4 separate regions of the Gossypium hirsutum genome follow, and all the other regions are linked to region 3. The links are chromatin contacts, called in public Hi-C maps. All regions are on one chromosome and are shown on one strand. Each heading gives the region's core, a stretch centred on a gene start, on an enhancer-like site or on the middle of the called end of the contact. The rest is flanking DNA. Distances are from core to core; before and after follow the strand shown.

What was found. Hi-C and Micro-C count contacts between places; a contact is called where the count stands out from the background.
Region 1: a contact with region 3 is called in a Hi-C map of leaf, with 4 times the contacts expected there. The contact joins the promoter of LOC107886641 here to the promoter of LOC107886654 in region 3. A contact is called at or near these places in 7 of 34 Hi-C or Micro-C datasets (callus and leaf).
Region 2: a contact with region 3 is called in a Hi-C map of leaf, with 2.9 times the contacts expected there. The contact joins the promoter of LOC107886638 here to the promoter of LOC107886654 in region 3. A contact is called at or near these places in 2 of 34 Hi-C or Micro-C datasets (both in leaf).
Region 4: a Hi-C map of leaf shows a contact between it and region 3, with 2.5 times the contacts expected there. The contact joins the promoter of LOC107886640 here to the promoter of LOC107886654 in region 3. A contact is called at or near these places in 4 of 34 Hi-C or Micro-C datasets (hypocotyl, leaf and petal).

What each region holds. Positions count from the first base shown.
Region 1 is chrA03:102,158,428-102,163,805 of Gossypium_hirsutum_v2.1, forward strand. LOC107886641 (3-ketoacyl-CoA synthase 6) reads left to right here and starts at 1,795. Exons shown (of 1, transcript XM_016810674.2): 1 at 1,795-3,850. The coding sequence starts at 1,968. The coding sequence ends at 3,458.
Region 2 is chrA03:102,305,437-102,311,100 of Gossypium_hirsutum_v2.1, forward strand. It overlaps LOC107886638 (LOB domain-containing protein 42), which reads right to left and starts at 4,178. Exons shown (of 2, transcript XM_016810670.2): 1 at 3,841-4,178; 2 at 3,010-3,753. The coding sequence starts at 4,030. The coding sequence ends at 3,248.
Region 3 is chrA03:101,873,701-101,879,323 of Gossypium_hirsutum_v2.1, forward strand. It overlaps LOC107886654, which reads left to right and starts at 1,699. Exons shown (of 2, transcript XR_001680832.2): 1 at 1,699-3,127; 2 at 3,281-5,248.
Region 4 is chrA03:102,186,716-102,192,391 of Gossypium_hirsutum_v2.1, forward strand. It overlaps LOC107886640, which reads left to right and starts at 1,360. Exons shown (of 4, transcript XR_005917801.1): 1 at 1,360-1,981; 2 at 2,259-3,785; 3 at 4,001-4,058; 4 at 4,407-5,676.

The sequences.
Region 1 (5,378 bases), core at 545-3,044, 280 kb after region 3:
AAATCAGTGGTAACACTAAACATTCAAATTGATTTTTTTAACAATAAGATTCGGCCTTAACAAGGCACCGATCACTTTCCCCAATGGAAGAGGAATTTCCTAATGCTTTCAATTTTTCGGAAGATTAGCCACTTCCAATTACCTAAATCATATAATTTCAGCCATTCAAACTATTATCACCCAAAATAAGAATTCATATCCAAGCATATGAAAAATAACTCCTTTACAGAATACGAGTCTTAAATCAAAATCCTTACCACCCATGACCAGCAATTAAGACTAAAACAGACGTTGGCACAAAGTAACTCAACAACAGAAGAGACGAAAAGTGAAGAAATGACAAGAGGACAAAACAATATACAACAGTAACACAGTGCCAAGAGGCGTCTTCAAAGAGAATGAAAAAGAGATTGGTTATGGAAAAGATGTGGAATAGAACAAAAAGAAAAGAAAACCAACAGAGGAAAGAGTGGCAGAAACTTACTGAAAGCGCAAAATAAGCAAAACATGAGGTGAAGAAGTGGACAGAGAGGGACAGTAGAAAGTGGAGAGATTTTAGGAATATTTCCAGAATTCGATTTCAACACCACTTCTATCTCCTTGGCGCCATAGGCAGAGGAAATTGCAAAAATATTTTTGCTTTGCACACACAAGGATTCAAACACAATACCTCTAGGTAAGATAAAACCTTATCACTGAACCAACAAATTCCTTCATATCAACAATTGAGCAAAAATAATATATAAGTTAGATGTTAAAGGAAAGGGGTTGAAAAAAATAACAAAAATTCAAAGGAAATGATTTGAACAGATGACTTTAGCACTTAAATAGAACACATAACTAGTGAACCAAATTAATTTACTTGACATGATTTAACAATTAAAAAAAAAGAATTTAGGAGATTACATGTTAGGAATTAATTTGTAATAATTTATTAATTATGATTACTCATATTTATTTTTGTAATTGTGTTACACTTAAAAAAAATATTAAAATGTAAATAACTAAACATAATCTACACATCATATGAGTCACAAGCTATTTAAACAAATAATAATGAGAAGGGAGAGGACTTAAAAAGTTGATACCCACGGCTTACTTTGACTTGTTTTTCACAGTGGGGACATAAATATCCCCCAAATTTGGTGAGATGAATTAGTTGAAGTCAAAATAACATATATTTAGGTTGCATGATGCTGTTTTTTTTCCTTCTAAAACTAATCATTTATTTAAACTTGCCTGACATCACATGTGTTTATAAATTTCCAAATGGATGATTGCGATATAAGTGGCACTTGGAACATAAAAGACAAAACTATAAAATCTTAGTAAAAACTAAAAACCCTTTTTACTTTTTCCTTTTTCATAAACTGGTTAATTCTATTTTACAACTTCATTAAAATAAATTATATATCTTATTAGATTATACATTGAAATTCAAATAAACCTTCAAAAAATTAAGGTTGAATTTTAAAAATGAGAAGTGTATAAGTTGTTAGAAATAAAGAACTTTTTCATATAAAAATCTTAAAAGATATAATTATCAATATTGAGTAAAAAAGAAAATTAAAGACTAACTAAATAATGTAGACCTAAAACAATGAAGGGTGAGAGATGGACTGTGAAGAAGGAAGAAACTGAGGGATGAGATGGTTGGTTATAATTAATGAAAAAAACACCAAGTAAGCACAAAATTAAAGGAGACGGATAGAGCAAAAGAGAGGTTATTGGTGAAAGCAAGCATTTAGTTAGAACACGGATATAAAGGGAGTTAGGAAAATTTAATTGAGGGAGTTAAGTGGGCGTTGAGTGATGCCACTGCTTCATTTATTCCTCTCATCTGCACACTGACCCTCTCCCTCTTTGCTTCTTCCTTTTTGCCTTTAAATCCTCCCTCTCCTCTGCTCCATTTATGTACCCACACCTCTTTTTCTTATCTTCTTAATTATTTCTCTATCTCTTGCAATATGCCTCCAGCCTCGCCCGATTTCTCCAGCTCTGTCAAGCTTAAGTATGTTAAGCTTGGCTACCAATACGTTGTGGATCATTTTCTTACTCTCTTGTTGGTTCCTGTCATGGTTGGGATCCTTATTGAAGTTGTTCGTTTAGGCCCTGAAGAGATTGTTAACCTATGGAATTCCCTCCATTTTGATCTTATTCAGATATTGTGCTCTTCTTTCTTCATCATTTTTATTGCCACTGTTTACTTCATGTCCAAGCCACGATGCATCTACCTTGTGGATTATGCATGCTACAAGCCTCCTGTGACTTGCAGGGTTCCTTTTGCTACTTTCATGGAGCACTCCAGGTTGATTTTGAGCAACAATCCTAAGAGCGTGGAGTTCCAGATGAGGATTCTGGAACGGTCTGGGCTGGGTGAAGAGACTTGTTTGCCTCCTGCTATTCATTACATCCCTCCAAAGCCAACCATGGAGGCCGCTAGAGGCGAGGCTGAGGTTGTTATTTTCTCAGCTATGGATTCTTTGTTCAAGAAAACGGGGCTGAAACCTAAAGACATAGATATTCTTATTGTCAACTGCAGTCTCTTCTCCCCCACGCCATCTTTGTCTGCTATGGTGATCAACAAATACAAGCTGAGGAGTAACATTAAGAGCTTTAATCTTTCGGGAATGGGGTGCAGTGCGGGGCTTATCTCCATTGATTTAGCTCGGGATCTTCTCCAAGTACACCCGAATTCTAATGCAGTTGTTGTCAGCACAGAGATCATCACTCCCAACTACTACCAGGGTAAAGAAAGAGCTATGCTCCTTCCCAACTGTCTCTTCCGCATGGGTGGTGCAGCAATCCTGTTGTCGAACCGCCGCTCAGAGAGGCGGAGAGCCAAGTACCGACTTGTCCACGTTGTTCGAACCCACAAAGGGGCTGATGACAAGGCCTACCGATGCGTGTTTGAAGAAGAAGACAAAGAAGGCAAAGTTGGGATATCATTATCTAAAGATCTCATGGCTATAGCTGGAGAGGCTTTAAAATCCAACATTACCACAATAGGGCCTTTGGTGCTTCCAGGGTCAGAACAACTTCTATTTCTTCTCACTCTGATCGGGCGTAAAATCTTCAACCCCAAGTGGAAGCCTTATATCCCAGACTTCAAGCTGGCGTTTGAGCACTTCTGCATCCATGCTGGAGGGCGAGCAGTGATAGATGAACTGCAAAAGAACCTGCAGCTGTCAGCAGAACACGTAGAGGCATCTAGGATGACATTGCACAGATTCGGAAACACCTCCTCCTCATCCTTGTGGTACGAGATGAGCTACCTTGAGGCAAAAGGGAGGATGAAAAAGGGAGATAGGATTTGGCAGATTGCTTTTGGGAGTGGATTCAAGTGTAACAGTGCGGTGTGGAAGTGCAATCGAACCATCAAAACACCAACAGATGGGCCTTGGGAGGATTGCATCCATAGGTATCCCGTTCATATCCCTGAAGTTGTCAAGCTCTAGACAGCTTCTTCATTCATGGCTTTCCTTCTTTGCCTTTAGTACTTTGCTAAAATCATCATCATCTACTTCTTATCCTACTTCATCTCTGCCTTTACATTTCTCCTCTGTATTTTTCTTAGCTCCTACTCATTTGTCTCTCCTCTTCCTTTTTCCATTTTCTCTTTTCAAGTCATGAATTCACATAGATACCAAATATGATCACATTTATGTGTTAATTAAATGTATCCCTTGCAAGGGAATGAAAAAACAGTGTGGAAACAGGTTGGATTAGCTCCTTGAAATAAACCTGGAATATTTAACAGAAAATGCTATACATGTGCTTGATTGTACAAAGAAAAAAAAAAGGAAGTTATAGCTAAATTTGTCAATCATAATAATAGTCTTTTATCCCTAATCTTTTTAATCCTTTTGCTGCTGTCCCTGTAGGGTCTCCTTATTAATGCCGGTTACCGTCTTTGTAGCGTTCAGCCGGTCCACTGATCGGCTGTTTGATTTACTAGTCATTAATAGGTCTTCCAGTAGGCGTGATCAACTCAAATTGAGTTCAAGTAGTATAAAATTTCCAAGTTTGATGGAGTTTCGATTTTTAAAACTCAAGTTTTATTAATTCAAACCAAGTTTTATGTTTCTCACTCAAGAAATAAAGGAGTAAATGCCAGCCAAAAGCACCTACATACTCTGACAAACATTGGACGTTGTTCACTATTAATAAAAAGTAGCTTCAACACTTGGACCAAGTTGTCATTGTTGATAAGATTTTACTTCAATAACACATCTACCCCAAATAAACTAATCTCAGACCATAAACAGATAAGGATATATGATTATAAAAAAGAATTAATTTGGTTCTCATACCTACTAAATTTCAAATTCAAACTTAAATTTGTATTTTTATCATTAATTATATATATCAAAAACATAAACAATAAGTGTTGAGTGCAATGGTACAGCATATTGTTGAAAGAGACAATTACAAAAAAAAAAAAACTTGAAACCAAATTCGAGTTCGATGAACAATTTATTTTCTGTTGTTTATATTCGTTTATTATAATTTGTGTATAATTAGTTTATTGTTCAATTATGCTATACTCAATAATAGTATTTTTATTTTTATGTCTTTATGTTATAATCATTATTTTATATCTAAAAAGAAATTAAAAAATGATTTTTTTTGTTATTTGTTTATTGTTGACCAACAAATTTTTAATTGATTGATAACATATTCATATATTAATGTTTGTGAATAAATTCATTTAATTTAAGCAAATAATATGAATTCAAAAAATATTGATCCCAATCGAATATTTGTATACATTTGACTCATTACAGCTATAAGAGAGAATCTAATTGTTACTAAACTTCATCAATAGAAGGGAATCATTGGCGTCAAAACAAAAGCATGAAACATAAGGAAAGAAGAAAAGGAAACTAACGTGAGCATAAAACGCAGATAAAATTCACTCATTACAGGCTTCAAAGTTTCTAACGAAGATTTGTAAGAGTTAATGATGAAATTATCTAAGTTTTCAATCTTTGTGATGTAATAACTTACTACAAATGTCGGGTGAAGATGTCTATTTGATATGCACTCCCTTTGGCTACGTTTATCGTGAAGGGTTAAATTCAAGTCAATTACTGTTTTTGTTGCCATAAAAGTTAATAAATGTAATGAGACAGAAAATTTACATTCTTAATTATTGTCTTAGGCATTTAACTAGTAATTAGATTTTGGTAATTTACATATTGATATCATATTTAAAGGTAATAATTATAACTAACGAGTCTCATTAAATTGAGCGTAATTGAAACACTTCAATTATGCTCTTCATTTCTTATAGGAGAAAGAGTGTCAGAGGCTCGATTAGACAACAAACGATACATTGATCGTTGGAGTAACAACTATTGATCTATCTTTCACGC
Region 2 (5,664 bases), core at 2,928-5,427, 430 kb after region 3:
GCCCGCCTGGCATAGATCATATCGATATGATGTTGGCGTATAATTGAGTAAGCTAGAGTAGTAATGGTGTGAATTATTAGTTAAAGTGTTGGGTTTGGTGGACTCTTTTATGAAACAATCTCCCAACCCTAGATGTTCTGGGCGAACTTATCAGTTCATGGAATAATAGAATTATTTTATGTGGAAACGATAGCTCGGTGAGTATCGTTAGAGTTTAGTTGAAATCTAGTTGGAATTGAACTAGATACTGTAGATGAAAACTAATATAATATCTTTAGGTAACTAAATGATCTGTTTAGTTGGTTGTTTAGGTGTACAAGCAATGTTTTACCCATCTGATTAGTGGTAAAAGTTTTGTTTGGTAAAATATTAGATTTCAAATCTAATTAGGCAAGCCTAGTCTCGGAATTTCAGGGCAATAGTGGGATTTTTTACCTTCCAACTAAACTTATTTCTTGCTATTTGTGCTATACAAGGATGTCTATAGCCAACATGTTTCACCTTTGTTTCTCTGTGTTCTTCCATACGTCTCTAAAATTTTTAGTTAACTATGCTAGAGGAGACGAGAAAGGTTTCTAGAAGTTTGTCAAACGCCATTGATAGTACTAGCTAGCTACTCAAGAAACTAGCGAAGGTCTGAGCAATCGAGGAAAATGACCGATAGAGTAGATTCTATCCTGAAGTTCATGGTGAGTTCCTTTTTGCTTCCTTTGAGTTATGAAAATTCTATGATATGTGGGTTATGAAAGGTAAGTTGTCCCTACTGAAGATGGGTTGGTGTGTCTTGTATTGACGAGTGTGTTATAAGTCCGTGTTGTGTGTGTGAGCATGGCCATAGTCGAGGTAAAAATAATCACCTTGTATGCGAGCCTAGTGCTAGACTATTTGTGATATGTGAAAATGTGGAAAGAAGCTTTATTTGTGATGCCTCTGGTAGGGCAGCTTTATTGCAAAACGGACAAGCAGATCACAGCTTGACCTTGCGGGAGAACACATGTTCAATCTAACAAGGAATATGAAAATAAATATGATTTGACTAATACGTGATTTTGGATTCTAATAATGGACCCGAAGTTGGCACAAGGTTGGGTTGTAGGTAAACATACGTGTCTGTAAGAAGTGTGCATAAGCTGGCGGCGTGTGTCCGCCAGGGATACCGTGTGCGTTGTTTTTACTAAGTTTCATTATCATAAAACTGTACTGCCAACTTGGCATAATGTGTCTATAAGACTGAGTCTTGAAATATCTTTATTTTTGGGTCAATTATCGGTAATTCGATAAACAATATTTGTCTACCTGGAACTCACTGAGTTCAATTGAACTTACTATGTTACCTTTCTTTCTCAGGCAATTGATTAGTAGAATAAGATCCGTAGAAGTGGACTGCACCAGAGCTGCATTTGCAAGTGAGTCACTTGTTTGTTTTGTGTCATGCATGACTAATTGGTGGATGGCATATACGTATGTTTTGTATTTAACTTTTGCTTTTACTTCGCAACTGTATTATTTTGTCATATAAAGTGAAATTGTCCTTAACTGTAAAGGGTGAAGGCCAAACTCCTTTGATTTGCAGTTTACAAATCATCCTTTTCCTAAGTGTATTCACCTTTGATGGCAGGGTTTGATTAATAGGGCGTTTATATTAATTCTTATTACTTTCCTGATGGGCTAAGGGTTGTTACACTAAGTTTTAATTTTTTCATAAATTATATATAATATATGCATACAAATATATCTTAATTATTAACCTTTAGTTTTTTAGTAAATTAAATTAATGTAAATATATTTGTATAAAAATATAAAATATAAAATTATTAATCAAGTTCAATAACTTTAAAATGTTTTAGATAAAAAAAATATAAGTTAGGTTTAAAATATCAAAATTATGTACCAATTAGTATGCGCTGATATGCACCAGTACAAGCTAGTATTGTCTGAAATGAGCCAAAACACATCAATATGGTCAAAACACATTGAAATCTTGATTGTAACAGAACCTAAATTATTTGGTATTGATTGAGGAACGGCTTGGCACATACCGGTCAATACGATACCAACTATCATGATCTCTATTAAATATATATAATTTATGCTTTTTATGACGTATTTGGATTGCATCATCAAATATAAAAAAATTATTATAATTAAAATTTTATAATTTAAAATTATTTAAATCTGTCAATGTCCATCTTACCCAAACTAATCTGTATTAAAAATTAAAAAATATAAATATAAAAAAAATCTAAGCTTGAAAATATTCAAGCCCGGAAAAACTTGAGTCCAAAAAATTTAAGCCTAAATTGATTCAAGCTCGAAAAAATATGAATAAAAAAAAACCCGATTCAAACTCTCCGTACGTCTCCTTAAAAAAAATTTAATCTTACTCCTAATCTTACCATAACTGGTTTTTGAATCTAACCAAAACCAATTTTATCCAAACGGAAGCAAGTTTATTTTTGTTCCCACGTGTGAGAAACATATGCAAAGCAATAATACTAGGAAACTCCCAAACACCAAGAACCGGTGCATGAGGAGCAGCTGTCCCAAACTGTAAACGCACAAGTCTACGTGGAATGACCCCACTGCCTTGGAACCCTGTGGTGGCCACCATGCTCAAAGGCTCCTGTCTTGCCTTCTGCCCGAGACTCTAAAGCGTTATTTCCTTTTGATGAATAGAGCGTTATAAAATATTGATGAATATCTTTGTTTAATGTTTCTGTATATATTTATTTGGCTTTAATTAAAAAAAATGTACCTAATTTAAAAGAGTACGAATAGAATTTTAGATTAAAAAGATAAACAAATGAACAAATAAATTGAAGCCTACAACTTACAGCAGCAAGCACCAAGAAGAATCTAAATTGGGGTGCCACTGCCAGTCATATTTTCTTATTGCAGCCTTGTCAGCATCGTGATAACCTACTCATAAATCAAAACCTACAAATTTAAACAAACCCATATATGGAAAGTATATCACACCTAACCATATCACCAAACTAGAAAGCACCATTCAATAATTCTATCAACTTCATATAGCTGTCTTTAAAATAAAAAGAACCCATCAACATTTGTTTTTGACCCAAACAGAAACGAAACAAAGTTTAAAATACTTGCAGCATTCTAATATTCTATCATACGATGAGGTTGAAACTAGAGGTGATAGTTTTATAGCCGCCAAAATTTCTTCAATCTATAATGAAAGAAGCAAAAAAAGGAGGATTCATTTTTTGTTTAAGGGTGGATTATTTCATCCTAAGTGCGTCGCCTCAGGAAGCAAAGCAAGAGTGAGTTCTAAGCCAACATTACTACTATCCTCAAACTTCAAGATAGGACCCCTTTTGGCGTGGTTTACCAGCGAACCCTCCACGGTCTCCACAGAGAAGGTGCTCTCATCTTCTTTGCTGTCACCATTTCCGAGTTGGCTCATCCACGAGTCAACCACCTGTCGCTTGGAGCGAGTCCTGGATCGCTTGAAACGAGTGCGGGTCTTGACCTTGTCGACGTCTGCTGCTGCAGCTGGTTTGGTGTCCTTGAAGACATGGCGGATGTCGTAGGTCTTGAGAGGGGAAATCGGTTGCTCTTCTTCAACTGATTCCAAAGATGATGAAGTTTGGGTTATGGGGGAGCCTTTCAGCACAGCATCAACGGCTGCTTGGCACTCACCCCAGTTCCCGGACCAAAGCATCCCAATTGACCCATAAACTGGATTTACCACACGCCCACAGGCCTCGTATAAAAGTGATCTAAAAATAGCTACAAACAAAATGCATACAAAAAAAAAAGTTAAAAGCAATTAATGAAATCTTGTTTTTGGTTGGGTGGGGTTAATGAAGTACGTACCAGGGCGAAGGTTTTCAGGGCCGGCTTCAATTAGGTTGAGGAGACCAGCTCGGCCATAGAATTTGGCAAGGAAGAGAGTAGCATTGGCTTGAGAATCAGAGGACTTGATCCATTGAAGACAAGGTCTAATGGTGCAGTTTTCGGTGCAGCCCTTACGCAGGACCCTGCAGCCATTACAGCTCATCCTCATCGTAATTATATTTCAGAGAGAGATCGAGGGAGAAGGAGGAGAAGGAGAAGTGAAAGATTATGGTTAATATAAAGGTGGGCAGCGCAGTGGTTTCCAAAGGAGTAAAAGACCTGAAAACCGGGGGTGAGTGAGGAGTGTGTTCTTTAATTTCCCTTCTTCTTCTTCTTGTTTAGGTAAAGTTGGGGACTGCCCCTCTTTGGTAAATGAGATTGGTTTTGGCGCTTTCCTCCTTTTCCAAACAACCCTACATGCACGATTTTATTACATAATCTACCATCCATCTTGCTTTTAACTCCTCAATTAAATATCAATATGTACTCTTTCCAAATTTTATATTAACTTCATAATCAATCATTTATTTTATTACTTTTTTAATTTGCAAAGCTTTACTTCTTCATTTCTTATATTATATACCATTATTACCCATTAGAGTTTTTTTTTCTTGATTATAGGATAATGGAATTTTCTACAAATAAATTATTATGTCTTCTAATTTATGCTGTAATTTGAGAAACAGAGAGGCCAAAATGCATGCCAATAATATATATATAACTCTACAACCTTTATTTTCCTTTTTTTTTGTACACATTGAACAATTCCTTAATATTTTAACCGGTAAATAAGTAATTTATGTACAAATAAATGTTGAATTTGTTAGGAGTTTTATTAAGAATAAGGATTTATTGAAATACAAATAAAGGGGATAAATACAAAAACAGAAAGAGGACAGCAGTTGAGAAGTGGAAGCCATGCAAGCAAGCAAAAGGGAAGAGAGAGGCAGAAAATCCGCAACAGATGCACGTGCCAAGCGCAAGCTCCCTTTATCTTAGAACTGCGTGCATCTCGCCACATCTCATTTCGAGCTCTACCCTGAAACCATCTTATAATATATACCTCCTGGTTTTCAGGAGTCCGTCCGTACAAATGACCTACCTGGGTCTTATTTTCACTTCAAATCCCTCAGTAATTTATCCTTTTCTTTTTACTTCTTTCTAATTCTTCTACCATATATCAGACTGGGTATTTTCTAAAATGCTATTTTTCTTTTTACAAATTTTGAATAATATCTCTACGCAATCCTAAAATAATCGGTATTTTTTCTATTTTCTATACATTTTATTTTTTTTTCCTTTAAAGAAAAAAAAAGGGGGGGGGAATCAGTTATGTCTAGTATTTTATGTAAGACTGTGGGCGCCTAAAGAGATACTGCCTGTGGTTTTAACAAATAGCCTGATTTCTATTTTGATTTTATCTCTAGTCTCCTTTGGTATCAACACAATATATACAATCACACCAACATAAAAATGTATACTCTTCATTCGTAGATATAGTAAAAAAAATTATTTTTAATTCTGGTGTGAGTTAATATTTATAACAATAAAACTAAAATACAGCTAAACATAACCACATTGATGCAATATGAGTTTGACTAATGAGGTATAAAGAGTTGTTGCAAAAAATGTGCACATCCTGGAGTGGTGAAAAGGTATAATAAACATTCCACCTTTTCTATGAGATGGCTTTTGAATGATCATTTTTCCGTCGGACACAAGTACCCCACATTGTGCTTAAAAAGGAAGCGGATGGGATATGGGCATTAATTGGAACAGAGAATTGGGTTTTAATGATTAAGG
Region 3 (5,623 bases), core at 449-2,948:
TAACAATGTAGTTGTATTATTTACATAAAACTTACCTCGAATTACAAAATGTAGGCGACTAATTGATTTTAGTCTACTTACTTGGCCTTCCCTCGGTCTAAGTTCGGATTTTATAGTTCTTGATCTAAAAGGATAAAAATTCACAAGTTTAATCATTTTATCGATCTAAGTACTTAACAAATTCATAATTGGACAATTTGACCATTTTGCCCCTAGATTTTTGTAAAATGACCATTTTACCCCTAGGCCCGAAAATTGATTTTTATCAAATTTGTTCATATATTAAGCCTAGCCAAACCCTTTTTACTCTTATAGCAACTCAAAATTTTTATTATCTCTCACATTTATTATCTAATTTTCAACTTATGCAAAATGGTCCCTAGTTAGGGTTTCCATGAAAAATACTTTACAAAAGTTGTTTATTACACAACCATAACTCATATTCTTCCATAAAATTTCCATTAACAACACATATGATTTCATGGAAAAACCCTAGACTCTAACCATTTTGCAAAACAGTCCCCTCATTTGAAAGCTCATGTTACAAGGGTTCTAAAAGTACAAAAATCATCAAGAAAAACCATCAAGATCACTTACTTGTAGAGAGACTAAGTGGCTGAAATTTCAAGCTTCAAAAACTCCTCTAATGGATGATATTTTCGGTCAAGAAGAAAGGATGGATGAAAAAGATGAAGGCTAGGCTTTAGGGTATTATTTTATCACATATTATGTCATCAAATACCTAACATTTTGACCATTCAATTTTCTTTGTCTCATGGCCAGCCAGGCTATAATCTAAGGGTCTATTTGCCCTTTAAAGACTCCCAATTTAAGTTTCATGGCAATTTAACACCCTTAGCTATCAAATCGTGACTTTTTCACTTTATACGATTTAGTCCTTTTTCGCAATTAAGCCCACAAATGCTAAAATTACTTCACCAAATTTTCCATGCACTCATATAATAATGCTATAACACATAAAATAATATCAAAAATAATTTCTTTAACCTCAGGTCAATGGTCCCAAAACCACTGTTTTAACTAGGCCCAAAAATCGGGTTGTTACAAAGCCCTTCTTAAACAAGTCTTTTATTAGCTTCAAAACTCTCTCAAAAGATAATGATAAGCATATTCAACCATTAAACTTCTCTCTTTTCCTCCAAGTCAATCGATTGAAAGATGATAATAACATGTTGTAGTACGAAATTACTTCCTCATTTACTGTTCACCAAGATTAAATTATAAGCCATGTTATTAAAAAGTCAAACATATCAACTCAAAAACCTTGACTACACCAAAAATGTTGTTCTATTTGTTGTTCGAACATGAAATGGAAGAAAAGAAGCAATCAAAGTTTCTAACAAATTTAAACTTTATTTAATGTAAAATAAATTATTAAATTATTAATAATTAACAAAAAATCCAAGAATGAATGCTAGGAACCTTGAACTCATGAGTCACATCATCAACTTGTAATTTTCAAAGCATACAACAAAGCAAGAAAAAAAATGAAAGGTGAAAATATTGTAGGACATGGTGAACATATCCACATTAATCTTGATAAACTGAATATCTACATGCATAGTAGCTTACTCTTCAATCCACGGTTTCATCATTTTGCAAGGTCCACATTATTAGAGAAAGTAGTTGTTAACTACTCAACTAAAATTAGCTCAAGAAGTTAGGAGTAGTTGTTATTCTGTTTTCTTTTTGTTAGTCATTCCAATTAGCATTTCTTAGATTCTTTTGTGTATAAATTCTCACTTGATGTATTGCTGAATAAGTACGAATGAAATTCTTTTTACTCTTAGAATTCTAATACGGTATTAGAGTGTTTTTTTTTGCTAGTTGCTGCGTTTTCACTATGGATTCTGTCAATGTGTTGGAATTGACAAATAAAATTTTCAATCCTTTTACTTTTGCCTCTCAAAAGATAGCCATACTTATCGATGATAGTAATTTCCTCACTTAGAAGAAACATGTTCTGCTCATTCTGAAGACTCACTAGTTGCAATCTTTTATTGACGGTTGTTGTGCTGCTGCGAGTTTTGCCCGGTGTTGATGGTGCTCTCATTGAGAATCCAGCCTATGATCAATATGAGCAGTAAGACTCGACACTATTGGCTTGGCTTCTTTCTACGATCAATGCTTCTCTCCATTACCAACTAATTGTAAGTTCTGCATTGGCGTTTAAACTTTGGGAAGCTATTAACCAGATTTTTAGCACCTAGTCCACCAGCAAGGCTATGCGTTACAGATATTTACTCTATCAGTTCAAGAAAAATAACTTGTCTATGTCTACATACCTGGCTTAGATCAAACATTTGTGTGATTCTTTGGCTGGTTGCAGTCAGCATGTGTCGTGGGAAGAATATCAATTCGCCATCCTTATCGGTCTTCTTCCGGAGTTTGATTATGTTGTATCTATCATTACGACCGGCCGTGTTCCTTTTGATTTGCAAGGAATCACCATCGCTCTATTGGATGCCAAAGCATGCCAGTAAGCTCACCTCTCTCAGGTTACCTTCTCGGCTAATCTTGTTATTCTGGACAAGTCTGCACCATGAATGCTCCTTACATATACTGAACAACCTCTGCCAAAAGCGTTTTGGTCACATTGAGGGTTTGCTCGCAATTATAGAAGTGTTCGATTTGGCGGTGCACGACCACAGTGTTAGATCTACGGGAAGATTGGTAACGTGGCTTGGCGTTGCTTTTACAGGTACGACTCTACTTATGATGATGATGATGATTGTGGTAATCTTAATGGATCTAGTCAAAGTGATTCTTCATTTGATGGGCTTACTTCTCAATTATGGCCCAAACCAGTGTCAGCCTACATATGTTATACAAACCATGAGGCATCTGACTGTCATTACTCTAGGCTCCTGTATCTTTGGGCTCTTTCTTTTCATCTAAGGCTCTTAGTGTCTCACTTTCGTTACCGATCTTTGCTTCGTCTATTGTTGCTAGCCTGCTATTATGTCAGATCTGACATGGTACTCGGATAATGGGGCTACTACACATATGAATAGCGATTTGACAAAACTAATTGATTCTTGATTGTATCATGGCTTAAGTAAAGTGACTGTCAGCAATGGTCACTCTGTTGCGATTTCTCATATTGGTGAGTCTATTTTATCTAATGGGTCTAATTATTCGTTGCTCCTTAAAGATTTATTGTATGTTCTGGATATTAAAAAAATTACTGTCTATGTCAAAGTTTGTGAAGGATAATCAAGTGTTTTTTAAATTTTATCCTAATTTTTGTTTTATTAAGGACCTGGAAACTCGTCGGGCGTTGCTTTGTGCAGTGAACATGATGGCTTAAATCTTGATTCCACCACATATGATACTGCCAGTTCTTCCCCAATTACAAATGTGGTTGCTATTGTGTCTCTTCATTCTTCATCTTCTAATGTTCAGTATGATCGATGGCACTGATGAATTGGATATGCATCTTCTACTATTGTTAGTTAAGTTTTGCAATTGTGTAATGTTCACATTAGCAAGAATAAGGTGTCTTCTATTTGTAATGCGTGTGCTCTGGGTAAGAGCCACAAACTATTGTTTTCATCCTCTTAATTAGTGTATTCTTTTCCTCTTGAATTTTTTATTGTTGATTTATAGAGACCTTTTCCCTTTTATTCTGCTGGTTTTGAATACTATCTTGAGTTTGTGGATGCTTATTTGCGTAACACTTGGATTTATTTTCTAAGACATAAATCTGATGCATTGGATGTTTTTGTTTCTTTCAAAGCATATGTTGAATTGCAGCAAGGTGTTCAGCTCAAGCAGCTTCAAACGGATGGTGGTGGAGAATTTCAAGGTTTTGATCCGTATTTAAAAGTTGTGGCATAACTTATCATCTTTCGGACCCGTACATGGCTAAAAAAAATGGGCTAGTCAAATGACGTCATTGACTAATCATAGAAATAGGGTTGACACTTTTATCTTAGGCATCACTATTTTTTTCCCATTGGACAGATGTTTTTTCAACAACTATGTACCTCATGAATATGCTTCCCACCAAGGTGTTGAATGGAATGTCACCAGTAGAGCGCCTGTTTAGTCGAAAGCCAGATTATCAGTAGCTTCGAGTCTTTGGGTGCCTTTGTTACGTATTTTGCATCCATACAATATGAATAAGTTGCAGTACAGGCTCCTACCCTATACATTTTTGGAATATGCCTTGAACCACAAAGGCTACAAGTGTATGGATATATTTGGGAGAGTGTATGTTTCTCATCATGTCTGATTTGGTGAAGGGAAATTTCCTTTTGTTGATTCTGCTACCCCTAACTCCACTTTAGCTTCTGATGATGGTTACTCTTCCAGTAGTAATGCTACCTTCTAGTGCCTATAGTTTTCTTGCAAATTTTGTTTCTAATTCGATGTTTAATCCTACTTCTGAATGTAACACTTCGGGCTCTCCTATACTGTCCTCTCTAGAGGTTCCTAACTCAACAAGTGTGCAGTGTTTCCATCACTAGGCATACCTGACCCATCCGGTTGCTGATTTTGTAAACATAAAAAAGGAATCACCATCGCTCTATTGGATGCCGAAGCAGGCCAACAAGCTCACCTCTCTCAAGTTACCTTCTCGGTTAATCTTGAAATTTCAGACAAGTTTGCACCATCAACGCTCCCTACATATGTTGGACAACCTCCATCACAGGCGTTTGGTCGCATCGAGGGTTTGCTCGCAGTCGTGGAGATGGTCGATTTGGTGGTACACGGCTATAGTGTTAGATCTGTGGGAAGATTGATCACGTGGCTTGACGTTGCTTTTACAGGTACGACTTTACTTATGATGATGAGGATGATTGTGGTAATCCTAATGGATCTAGTCAAAGTGATTCTTTGTTTGATGGACGTGCTTCTCAATTAGAGCCCATACCAATGTTAGTCTACATGTGTTATACTAATCATAAGGTATCTGAGAGTCATTACTCTGGGCCTCCTGTGTCTTTGGGCTATTTCTCTTCACCTAGGGCTCCTAGTCTCTCGCTACCATCGCCGATGTTTGCTTCATTTGTTGTTGCGACACTTGCCATTGTGTCAGATCCGACATGGTACTCGAACAATAGGGCTACTGCACACATGACTAGCGATTTGACAAAACTAATTAATTCTCGATTGTATCATGGTTGAGGTAAAGTGATTGTCGACAATGGTCACTCTGTCGCAATTTCTTATATTGGTGAGTCTGTTATATCTAATGGGTCCAATCAATCGTTGCTCTTTAGATTTGTTGTATGTCCTGGATATTCACAAAAAATTATTGTTTGTGTCAAAGTTTGCTAAGGATAATCACGTGTTTTTCAAATTTTATCCTAATTTTTGTTTTATTAAGGACTTGGAAACTCTTGACAAGTCACCAATTCGATTAAAGTAATTATAAAAATATTTTTTATAATTAAAATAAATTATATTATTAGAGAGTATTTTAATCTTTTCATTTTTAACATAAAAATATGGTGGAATTTGAACCCATGCCATTTATTTTAGTAAAGTTTAAAATTTGTCCCTCAACTAAAACTTTATTTTGTTATATTTTATACATTTTTATTTTAATATGCACAAGATATTATCTCCACTAGTTGTATACTATTAATAAACC
Region 4 (5,676 bases), core at 110-2,609, 310 kb after region 3:
AGGATACAACAAGTCACAATTAACAAATCCAACAATTATGTATAACTATTCTAAGTAAAATGTGACCAAATTCTTAATCATGGATGATGAACAATCAATACAAAAATAATATACAACAATAATTAACATAGCACACTATAAAACGACCCACCAAATACGTACAAAATAAAATGGAATTAGAAATCAATATATAGTATAAGACATTTTCAAAATAATGATGAATTAATTAACACATAACATAAGTTGACAAGTTGGTATGAAAGCTAGGGATATATAATTATTTGAAATAAATATTGTAGAATAAAACATTTGAATCAAATAATATGCAAAATATTTCAAACACAAATTTTAAAAATTGACAATATGCATGGTTGCTTAAATAACATATAAAATATAAAAGAAAATAAAACACATGATAGGATATAATGTACATAACAAATTCATAAAACATGTATATATATATAAATTTGAAAATAATTATTTAAAAAAAATAGCATGAAAAAAAAATTAAGTAAATATATAAATTATACATGTAACAAATTTTAGAAAATATAATCATATACACAAAAAGATAAAAAAAAATTATATTTACAAAATACATAAATTTAGTGATGTATATTTATAAAACTATATTTATAAAGGGAATTTTAAAACAAATAATATATAACATAATTTTATATGTAACAAATTGGTTTGGATTGATGGCACATATAAATAATACATATATAAGGATAATAAAATATGAGAGTGTATACAATAAATAAATGGTATGGCTTAAAATATAGTTCTTAAAAGAAACACATTATACGTATGAATAATTTTAAAGAAAATATATATATAAAAGAAATATTAATATGAAATCAATAACATAGACTATAGTAAAATAATTTAATATGGGTTATATACATGTGAAGAAATTTTAGAAATAATTGGATATTAAAATAACATAGAATAAAAATATGAATTATAAAATTAACTTAATTTTATCATAAACTATACATTGAAAAAAACTAAAAAAACAATTTGATACAAATTTACTAAAAAGTTATATGTATAAAAATAACATGGCTTATATAATGTATGTAGGTTAAATATAAATATTAAATATATGCTTAATGATAACTTAAATGACACATAAAATAAATAAATTTTAAGAAATATAAACATTAAAATATGTAAATAAATTCAAAAGAAATTACCAAAATAACATAAAATTAATAGCGTACATAAACCAAAATGAACTTTATTGCGAATAATATACAAATTATCAAAATGATAGAATAACAGAACCGAAATCAGATTAAATATCCAAACATATAATCAGCATGTAATAGAGAGCAATATGCAGCGACTAAAAAAATAAAAAGCTTAATTAAAACAAAATTAAAACGAAAGGGTCAATTTACAAATAAAATAATCACAAATAGGATTAACGTATAATGCGCGCGAACGTATAGGGACTAGAATTGAGAATAGTCCAGGCCCCAAGATGTAGTGCTGCAGCGCAGACCCGATTGCAAAAAGGCGCAAGTTTTAGGAGAAAATTAAAAAAAAACAGGTGAGATGCAAACAGGGACTAATTGGAACACGGCACAAAAGGGGAAGGACCTGCTGAATAAATAACCCATTTTAAGCGCAAAAGCGCTGATCCGAGTCTTTGGATGGGTTGACACGCGGGTTACTCCTTCCTAAAGCGGTGCCGTTTCATTGTTTGCCCAAAATTAAAAGGAAATTGAATGGCAATTAGCCATTCCTTCCAAACGCAAGCCAAACACCCAATTGTTTAGGGTTTCGACTCAGCAGCCTTCAATTTCTAAGGCCATTTCATCACTCGTTCACCATTAAAATTGGTGAGGGGTATGGAAGTAGCCTTTATTTCCATCAGAATCAACACTCAAAGACCATTCTCACTTGCATATCCACATTTCTAGCCCCGATTTCGACGGAGAAGACAAGGGATCTAACTGATGCATTCGTGAAGGTAACTTTCTCGTTCTTTTTTTTAAAAAAAAAACTACAAAGAAACAAGATATATGTACAAAAGGAAAAAAAAATGAAGACGGAATATAAAAAATTTTAAATCACCTTCTGATTCTTTGATTCTTGGAATTAGATTTGCGTAGTGCGCGTAAAAAATCAAGGAGTACAAGTGCAGCTTTTTATAGCCTGAATTTACAAAGAAAAATAAAATTATATTTTCTCGCTATCATTTTGCTGTATTCTTTAGCCCACTTTTCTTCTCGTATATTCCTTTGCAGGTTCTACGGATGCAAAGCTGTACAGGGAAAAGGCCGTGGAGGAAGTGCGTGGGAACCACTCATAGGAGCCCCGTTCTGCTGCTACTCTCGTGTATTCCAGAAACTTCTGGCCTGGGCTCTATCGGTTTACCTCGAATGGCCAAGAAGAAGGGCTACTGCTGCGGCATTGATCAATTAGTCTTAGATTGGGCCTTTTCCGGGTTATTTTTGGTCTCAACTTTGGGGCCCAAAATTTTGCAAATGGATTTGGATTTAATTTAGGCCCAAAGTTTTGTACAGAGATTAGATTTGTGTTTTAATATTTGGGCTAACTATAAATAAACTTTGGACCTATAATCTGTGGACTTTTATTGGTTTTTATTTTAATTTATTTATTTTCTGTAAATAAAATCGGCCCGGGCAAAATGGGTTAACTACAGTTACCTTCTGAGTATTCTTTCTTATCTGAGGCCGAACGGACGGTGGTTCTTCTTGACGGACTCTCCTCTGAGTATGAGGCTATTGTTTCTTCGGCGTCACTCTCTCCGATCTCGTTACCCTTCCAACGACTTGTTGATGCTTTGCTTGAGTGTGAAGCTCATCAACGTCGGACCGATCACGATGTGTTGGTGGCTGCGAATACTGTGGAAGGGCTTCCGCTTCAGTTGGTTGATCAGTCGACGGATGGTTCGTTTCGAGGAGGACGGTCCTCTGTTCATGGTCGTGGTCGTTCCTTTCATCCGTGCATCCAATGTCAAATTTGTAGTCGCTATGGCCACCTTGCCCGGCGTTGTTACTATAGATACTATCGTGACGAGCAATCCTCACTCGAACCACTAGTGGCGCGACGAGGCTGTTTTGCTCTTGGAATAATTGGGGAAGACTAGGTGCGTGGTGACCGACTTGAAGCCAATGTGTTTAGTCAAAATTGGGGCGTTCATGGTCAAAATTGGAGGCCTTATAGTTGGCCAAATTTTGAGATGGAGAATTGTGACCCACGTGGGCCTCATACAGCTAATCTATTTGTGCCTAATGGAAATGGACAGCATGATAATGCTGAACCAAATTTTAATTCTAGGCTTTATGGGCGTGCAACTGAAGTTGGACGAAATGCTATGGGCCCACATTTTGGTGATGATTCATTGGGCTGCCTGTATGGTAATGTGGCTTCTAGGCCACGTAGGCTTAGTGAGTCCATTCGGTGTCGTCCAACTGATAGTCGATTTGTGCTTGGGCCCTCTACTAACTGTGTTGGTGTTGACAGATCTTGGCAGACTGTTCCTGAGGCTCCGTGGCGGACAAAACCCCGTGCTCATGTTTTTAGTGTTGACTCGTCTCCTTATGATTCGTCTCAGTTTGTTAGGTTTCCCCCCAGGCTTCCTGAGTTGCATGCCTCTGATTATTTTGATGCTACAGCATATGACTCAAATTTTAATTCTGTTGATTCTTTTGTTCCGTTAGGAAGCAGGTCTTGATGCCCAGACTCGGGGGCTACTCATCACGTGTGCCAAAATGCTTCAGATTTACAGGGCTCTGCTCCGTATACAGGTAATTCTTCTTTTTTAATGGGGAATGGAGTCTCTACTAAAATTTCATTTGTTTGGAGTACAACTATTCCTACGAAGGCAAAATTATTACATCTATCGAATGTGCTATGTGTGCCGAGTATTCGAAAAAATTTATTATCTGTGTCTAATTTTGCTACAGATAACAATGTGTTTTTTGAATTTCACCCCTCGTATTGTGTGATTAAGGACATCCAGACACAGGAAATCTTAATGCAGGGCCAAGTTCGTGATGGGCTCTATCAATTCTCAGCGGGTATGAGTGCTTTGTCTCCATCCGTTCATAGTACTGTTGTTTTAGGTTTCTCTCCAGTTGATGATGTTTTTATTTTGTGGCATAAAAGGCTAGGTCATCCTGTTTCTAATATTGTAAAAGCTGTTTTAGAAAAATGTCAGATTACTGTCAATAAAAATTATCTTGATAATGTTTGTGTTGCATGTCAGAAAGGGAAATCTCATAAATTGCATTTTTCTCGTTCTAATACTGAGTATGTTAGACTTGTTTGAATTGGTTGTTTCTGATTTGTGAGGCCCGGCTGCTGTTCCATGTGAAGGGAATTTGTATTATGTTTCTTTCATTGACATGACTAGTCGGTTTACCTAGGTATATCTAATAAATCGCAAATCTCAAGCTGTAGAGTGTTTTGCTCAGTTTCAGAAGATGATTCTCACTCAATTCGAGAAGTGTATTAAGAAGTTTCAAAAGTGATTGGGGAGGTGAGTTTCGTGCCTTTTCTTCAGTTCTAGCTCGTCAAGGGATCCTTCATCTTGTTTCCTGTCCTCACACGTCTGAGCAAAATGGTGTTGCTGAGCGTAAACACAGACACATTGTGGAGACTGGTCTTACTCTTCTGGCTCAGGCTTATTTACCAATGGAGTACTAGGGCTATGCGTTCTGCTGTGCAGTCCATCTTATTAATCACTTACCTACTCCTGTTTTGAAAGGACGGTCTCCGTATCAAAGTTTGTTTGACCGCAAACTGACTTATAATCATCTCAAAGTGTTTGGTTGCTGTTGTTTTCCATACTTACGACCGTTTGTTAAACACAAGCTTAAGCTTAGGTCACAACCATCTACATTTCTAGGGTATAGCGCGCATCATAAAGGTTACTTTTGCTTAACGCCAGATGGAAAAGTAATTGTCTCTAGGCATGTTGTTTTTGATGAAAATCGGTTTTTGTTTCCACTCTCTTCCTCTACCAGTGGTCAGACATCTCTGGGTACTACTACATATGTTCTTATTGTTCGGCCTTTCACCACTAAGGAACCTCGTTTGCCTCCTGCGCCTACAACTGGGATTTCTTTAGCAAGTCATAATGAGGGAATCGATTCGCATGATTCTTCTACTACGAGAAGCGCTTCTCACCATAGTTCCGTGAATTCGTTAGACGACTCAGGGACTGTTGTCCGAGAGGAGGCCCGAGAGGAGGCTCTCTCTACTGAAGTTATTCCTGCTGAGCATGTCCCTGTTCCTATTCTCTCCTTCCAATACTCATGTTATGGTTACTCGGTTTAAAGCTGGTATATTTAAACCCAAAGCTTGTGTGTAGACAACATTGAGGTTAAACCAAGTTCTGTTGAGGAGGCTCTTGCTCATCTAGACTGGCGGTTAGCTGTTAAAGCTGAATTTAATGCATTAATAGCTAATTCTACATGGGAGCTCTGTTCTCTCCCTCCTGGTCGGAAAGCGATCGGTTGCAAGTGGTTCTTTAAGATAAAGAAGAACTCTGATGGAACGATTAACCACCGAAAGGCACGGATGGTGGCCAAGGGTTGTTCATAGGTACCTGGCTGTGATTTTAAAGAGATGTTCAGTCCGGTAGTCAAACCTCCTACTATTCGTGTCATCCTATCTGTTGCTGTGACCAAGGGT